Linked DNA regions of Arachis hypogaea: region 1 is linked to region 2. Evidence: chromatin contacts called from public Hi-C data. All regions are on one chromosome and are shown on one strand. Each heading gives the region's core, a stretch centred on a gene start, on an enhancer-like site or on the middle of the called end of the contact. The rest is flanking DNA. Distances are from core to core; before and after follow the strand shown.

What was found. Hi-C and Micro-C count contacts between places; a contact is called where the count stands out from the background.
Region 1: a Hi-C map of leaf shows a contact between it and region 2, with 1.8 times the contacts expected there. The contact joins the enhancer-like site here to the promoter of LOC112743288 in region 2. A contact is called at or near these places in 2 of 8 Hi-C or Micro-C datasets (leaf and an unstated tissue).

What each region holds. Positions count from the first base shown.
Region 1 is chr14:135,518,288-135,521,174 of arahy.Tifrunner.gnm2.J5K5, forward strand. No RefSeq gene overlaps it. Among protein-coding and RNA genes, the nearest start is that of LOC112743291, 15 kb to the right of the region's middle. Within about 2 kb of position 1,559, at least 2 of the 3 cell types and tissues checked have open chromatin away from gene starts, as enhancers often do.
Region 2 is chr14:135,473,970-135,477,055 of arahy.Tifrunner.gnm2.J5K5, forward strand. LOC112743288 (phospholipase A(1) DAD1, chloroplastic-like) reads left to right here and starts at 1,440. Exons shown (of 1, transcript XM_025792506.3): 1 at 1,440-2,645. The coding sequence starts at 1,440. The coding sequence ends at 2,645.

The DNA of each region.
Region 1 (2,887 bases), core at 309-2,808, 44 kb after region 2:
TTTTGAATTTATAGAAAAAAATGAGAAAAAACCGATGAAGGGACTAGTTTGGTGCACGATATTCAATTTCAGGGACTAAAATGAGTCACTTAATGCAAAGTGAGGGACTAATTTGGTGCATCTACAATGATGACATATTGGACGATACGTGGACGAATACTGTTGCGACACGTGACACAACCATCCACGTTAGCATACCACGTGTCACTAGTCACCATATCATCATACCATTACAAGTACGTGGCCAAATCATGAAGTGCCACGTGTCACTTACAGTCCACGCGTCATCAAACAATGTCATCACGTCGTTAATAGAAAATGGGTTAGGGACTAATATAGTGCACTTTTTTCAATTTCAAAAACGTAATTGGTACGATTGAAATCTCAGGACGATTTTAATATACAATGCCAATCTCATAGATCATTTTGAGGTTTAACTCTATCTTGACTATGATTTTTTTCCAAATTATGACCTTTCTTTGACCTTAAGAATTTTACTCTCCATAGTGGACTCCCCACATCTTGTCTTGTCTTAATGTTCAATCTTCACATTTTTGCATTGTGCTCGGATTTAAATTATGTGTAGTTTATCTGATTTTTATCCTAATCATTCTTAACTCGTCATGTAACCATTATGTCTTTGACTTTAATTATCTTTGTTCTGACTCTTTTTATGGTCGAAAAGTAAGTTTTTTTTTATAGTCAAATATTTACATTATAATAATGCTAGAGAATTAAGATGATTTCAGCAAAAAATCAATCAAATGTCTTTGGGTGAATCTAAAATCTCTACGTGGATGGTACTTATGTTAAGTATTAGGATGTTTCTTTTTTTTGTAAATTGGATGGTTTTGAATCTGTTTTTTTATTTATCATGTTTTAAGCATTTAGAGAGAGAAGAAAGGTAAAAAGACGGATCACGTTGCAATGATACTGAATATATCTCCTCTTAATTTGAATGTGGTGAAATATTTAATAACCAATATTTTAAATCATAAATAAATAAAACTAATGACTATATTTATAATTAATTAAATTGTTTCATTCTTGGTTAATTTGGAGTTGGTTCCATATACTTTTCCTTTACATTATGAGCTGCCAACTGTATCTTCTCAATTCGTACGAATCATAGTCGAATTTTTCATAAGCTGAAATTTGTTAAAACAGTTTGATTTTTTATGGATGATTTTCCATCTCAAAATAAGTGCACTCAAGTCCGAGCTGAGACATAGGTAGAGGTAATTCATTTTCCTCAATTCCCTATGTGCATGAGTAATTGAGTATCAACGACAATGAATATGCAATGCTACATAAATACAACAACATCAGTTATCATTAGACATTTTGAATATAAATACAGAATGGTATTACAACACTCAAAGACCATAAATCAAATTTATATTTATAATAAAACAAATTTGTAATTATAATCAAATTCCATTGGCGTAAATTCATCCAATGTTATTTCTTTTTGTCCAGCAATGGTATGGGTCTATGGGAAAAGCCGAAAACGCACGCAAGTAAACTTTAAATCTGTAGCTTAGAAGGGCCCAACTAAGAAAAAGTATATATGACGGTAGTTAGCCTAAAATATGAGTACTTCTACAAAAAAAAAAAATAAAAAGCCTAAAATAGGAGCCCATTAAATTAGAGAGAGTAAAATAAGAAAATGAACAGTAGCAAAATAAACCCACAAAACTGGATAAAAATTGTAATAAAACGTTAACCAAAAATATATACTGTGATAAAAAATAAAATAAAATTGAGTCAACGTCTGATGTGCATGAGCGGGATATAAAAAGAACCACATTGGATAAAATGAAAGGAACGGAGTTCAAATTTCTTTAATATCCCCCTCCCTTTCTTTTGGGTCGGTGGATATGGTGAAAAGTTAGAAAGATACAAAAATTTGCAATTTTCTTGTGGAAATTACATTAAAGTTACGTTGAAAAAGAATAAAATAACATGTTTAACCTTTCGAAGTTCATAATCCATTCCTCACATTCTCTATTACTTTGAATTTCGAAAAGACATTTAGGAATGAGTTAGAACAAAAATATTTTTAAATTGCGACCTCTCATGTGTCTTTCTTTGAAGGAATATAAAAGGACGCACGACTTCTATTAGTTCTTTTATTTTCCCGATAGTTTAAGTAAAACATCGATCCACACGGAGAGAAGAATTCATGATATAATTTATCTTCAATTAATTAATCTCCTTCAACATAGTGATCAAAGGATAAATTAATCACTCTTCCATGAGCCAAAACTCTTTTTTTTTTTTTTTTGGTTTTATTTAGCTTCAACGTTAGACGATTTCGATGAGAGTTGAAATTAAAGTGCATCAGAAATATTTTCCATTGATAGGTGATAGCTAGCTCATGTCAATTTTTAGGATGCTTGAAGGATAAATTACAAAAAATGTACTTAAAATATTTTATCATTGATAAAAATATTTTCAAATTTTGTTATCGATAAAAATATACTTAAATTATTTAAAAATGTGACAAAAATACATATGCATGAACAAAAAGTTTTTTATGTTAACTGGAAAAAGTAATACGGCAAAAGGAGCTTCTTATGTAATAAGTGTGAGACTCTAATATTAGTAAGTGAGCTACATAACGCTTTTTCGTTAGTAGCGCAAGTTTCTTATCATGATTAGATATTTTTTGCACATTTTTAAATTATTTTTAGAGTATATATTTATTTTGATCCTTAAAGAATTTTAGACTAGACACTTTAGTCCCCAATTAAAATTAATTACTCGATTGGTCTCTAACAATTAATTTCGTCAGTCACTTAGATCCTTTACTCCGTTAACTCTAACGGAGGACAAAATAGTCCCTGACAACTCTAACAGGGGACAAAATGGTCCCTGATCTCAT
Region 2 (3,086 bases), core at 190-2,689:
CTGTGTTTTACGCGAATCTGTTGGGTGTGATTCATATTGTATGTATTTTCTTCCATGACAGTGGGCTTATATATCTTTGTAAGGAAAAGTCTTTGGATAATTGATAACGACACTCATCAAGTGCTAAGTTATTGGTGGCTGAAAATTTTGACGTTTATTTCTTTTGATCTCGCACCACACTACAACCAACTCCAACACTATATATTTGGAGAACCAAGCTTAGGACACAATTTGATTCGATATTAATATTATTCTTCTCCTTAATTTACCTAACGAGATTTTGTTTTAATCAAACGTACTCTTTGTTAATATTAAAGTGAATAGGCATTAATTAATTAAGAAGTAAGTGAAATTTTTAAGTTTTTAAAGATAAAATACATTAAACAACATTTTAGAATCTTACACCTTTTTAATATATTTAAATGGTTCGTATTTTTTGGACACTCGTTAACAAAAAACGAGTTGTAAATTTATCACTATTCATAAATATTTAGCTTCAACAATTTTAAAACTAAAACGTTTAGAAAAACTATTGCTAAATCTATTTTTAAAGAATAGAAAATATTGATAAAGAAATTAATATAAATTTATACCTCTTTTTGTGTCCTTTTTTATATATATAATTTTTTAATTTAAAAATGTATAAAAAAATATATACAAAAGCAACATACAATACAATCTGGCTAGAAAGGAATGACAGGTTGTTCCGAAATCACGCATCCAGTTTGAAGGAAATTATAAACAAGTCATTTGCGTTTGCCGAGGAATGGATTGGAGGTGAACCATTTGGTTGTTGACGACCATGCCAAAGATAACTAGGAGTTGTTTTGTATTTAATATTTTCATGATCTTGTAGCTCCTTTCATTGCTCCACTCTATTGTGTTGAGCTCCCTTTAATTCAAAAAAAAAAAAAAAAAAAAAACAAACAAAAGCAACATACAATAATACTAGAAATATCCCTTCTCTTTAATCAAAATCGGAAACTTTAATATCTAACTTGGAATCTCATCAATGCCATTGGCTTCTATCATTACTTCTCATCCACAAATAAAGGTCCACTACATCAATACCCATCCCTACAAAATAATGCACTTTTTTCCCCTTCCTTTTTGGCCACTTATAAAACCCCCTTATTGCATGCACTACATACTCAGCAAACGTGTAATAATTTAGAACATTCTCTCTTAGCTTCTCATTCTCATACTCTTTTATGTGTTTCCCAATCCTCTATCATGCTCCATAATATTCCCACAACAAAACAATGAGTCTTAGAAATATAATACCAACAACACTTCCTTCATCCTACACTCTCAAACCCCGTTGTGTAAATTACATAACTACCCATAATAATCCATCATCTACTAAACCAACCACTTACAACAACTTAAGCCTTTCCAATCAAAACACTCATCAACAAGCCACATTACACTTAGAGAAAATGATCAATTTAGAAGACCACAATAGTTTCTCTTCGTCATCATTTGAATCAACACCATCAACATCTTCATTTGGCATTGGAACTTATCAAAATAAACTTGGTAAGAGATGGAAGGAGTACCAAGGAATGAGCAATTGGGAGGGTTTGTTAGACCCGTTAGATGATAACCTACGTGCTGAAATCCTACGGTACGGTCACTTCGTTGAAGCTGCATACAAGTCCTTTGACTTTGATCCTTCTTCTCCAAACTATGCCAACTGTAGATTCCCAAAGACAACACTTTTTGAGCGTTGCGGTTTACCAAACACAGGGTACAAGGTAACCAAATACCTCCGTGCAACTTCCGGCATTCAGTTACCGAACTGGGTCGACAAAGCACCGAGTTGGGTGGCAACACAATCAAGCTACGTTGGTTATGTCGCAGTTTGTGACAACAAAGAAGAGATCAAAAGACTTGGTCGGCGTGACGTTGTTATTGCTTTTAGAGGAACAACCACATGTTTGGAATGGCTAGAGAATTTGCGTGCCACACTCACCAACCTACCATGCAATCCCATGGACGGAAAAACTATGGGGTGTCATGGTAGTGGGGCCATGGTGGAAAGTGGTTTCTTGAGTCTCTACTCTTCTTCCATCCCCGACAACCCTTCCACCCTCAGTTTGCAGCAGATGGTCAAACAAGAGATTGTCAGGATTCTCCAAGCTTATGCTGGAGAACCCTTAAGTTTGACCATCACTGGCCACAGTCTAGGGGCGGCATTAGCTACGCTGGCGGCATATGATATAAATACCTCCTTTCCCAGACTGCCCATGGTGACGGTCATTTCTTTTGGTGGGCCTCGAGTTGGCGACCGGAGGTTCCGACGACAGTTGGAGAAGCAGGGGACAAAGGTTTTGCGAATAGTAAACTCCGAGGATGTTATCACCAAGGTTCCGGGTTTCGTGTTTGATGATGACATGGCAAAAGAAGGAGGTATCCATGTGGCAGGATTGCCGAGTTGGATACAGAAGAGGGTGGAGGAAGCGCAGTGGGTGTATGCTGAAGTTGGAAAGGAGTTGCGCCTATGTAGCAAGAATTCTCCGTATCTCGGTAGCACAAATGTTGCTACGTGTCACGAGTTGAACACATACTTACACCTTGTTGATGGGTTTGTGAGTTCCACGTGTCCCTTTAGGGCCACTGCAAAAAGATTTCTCCAGCGGTGACAACCACCATCACCACCATAGACTGATGGTCATCACCATAGACTGATGATGCTAAACTATATCTAAATAATCATAAGAGAGAGAAAGAAAACAAAAATAGAGAACATATATCTAATTGTTATGGTTAATTAACAACCTAATTGTAATTATAAGCCTAGGGTAATTGACAAATTTTTTAAGCAAAAGTTTAGAAACTAATTAACCTTTTTTTTTTAAATGTAAAATGTGTATATCTGAAATTATTTAGTAGATTATATATAATTATAAAAATATTTGATAACAACAAAGGATTAGTAAAAAATAGTTAGAATTTGTTTTATTTGATATTTATTAATTGTTATAATAATTAATAAATATTAAATAAGACAAAATTTGATTATTTTTTTTGCCTCACTAACATTATTGACATGATTAAATCAATATGAGATTAAATTAAATTAA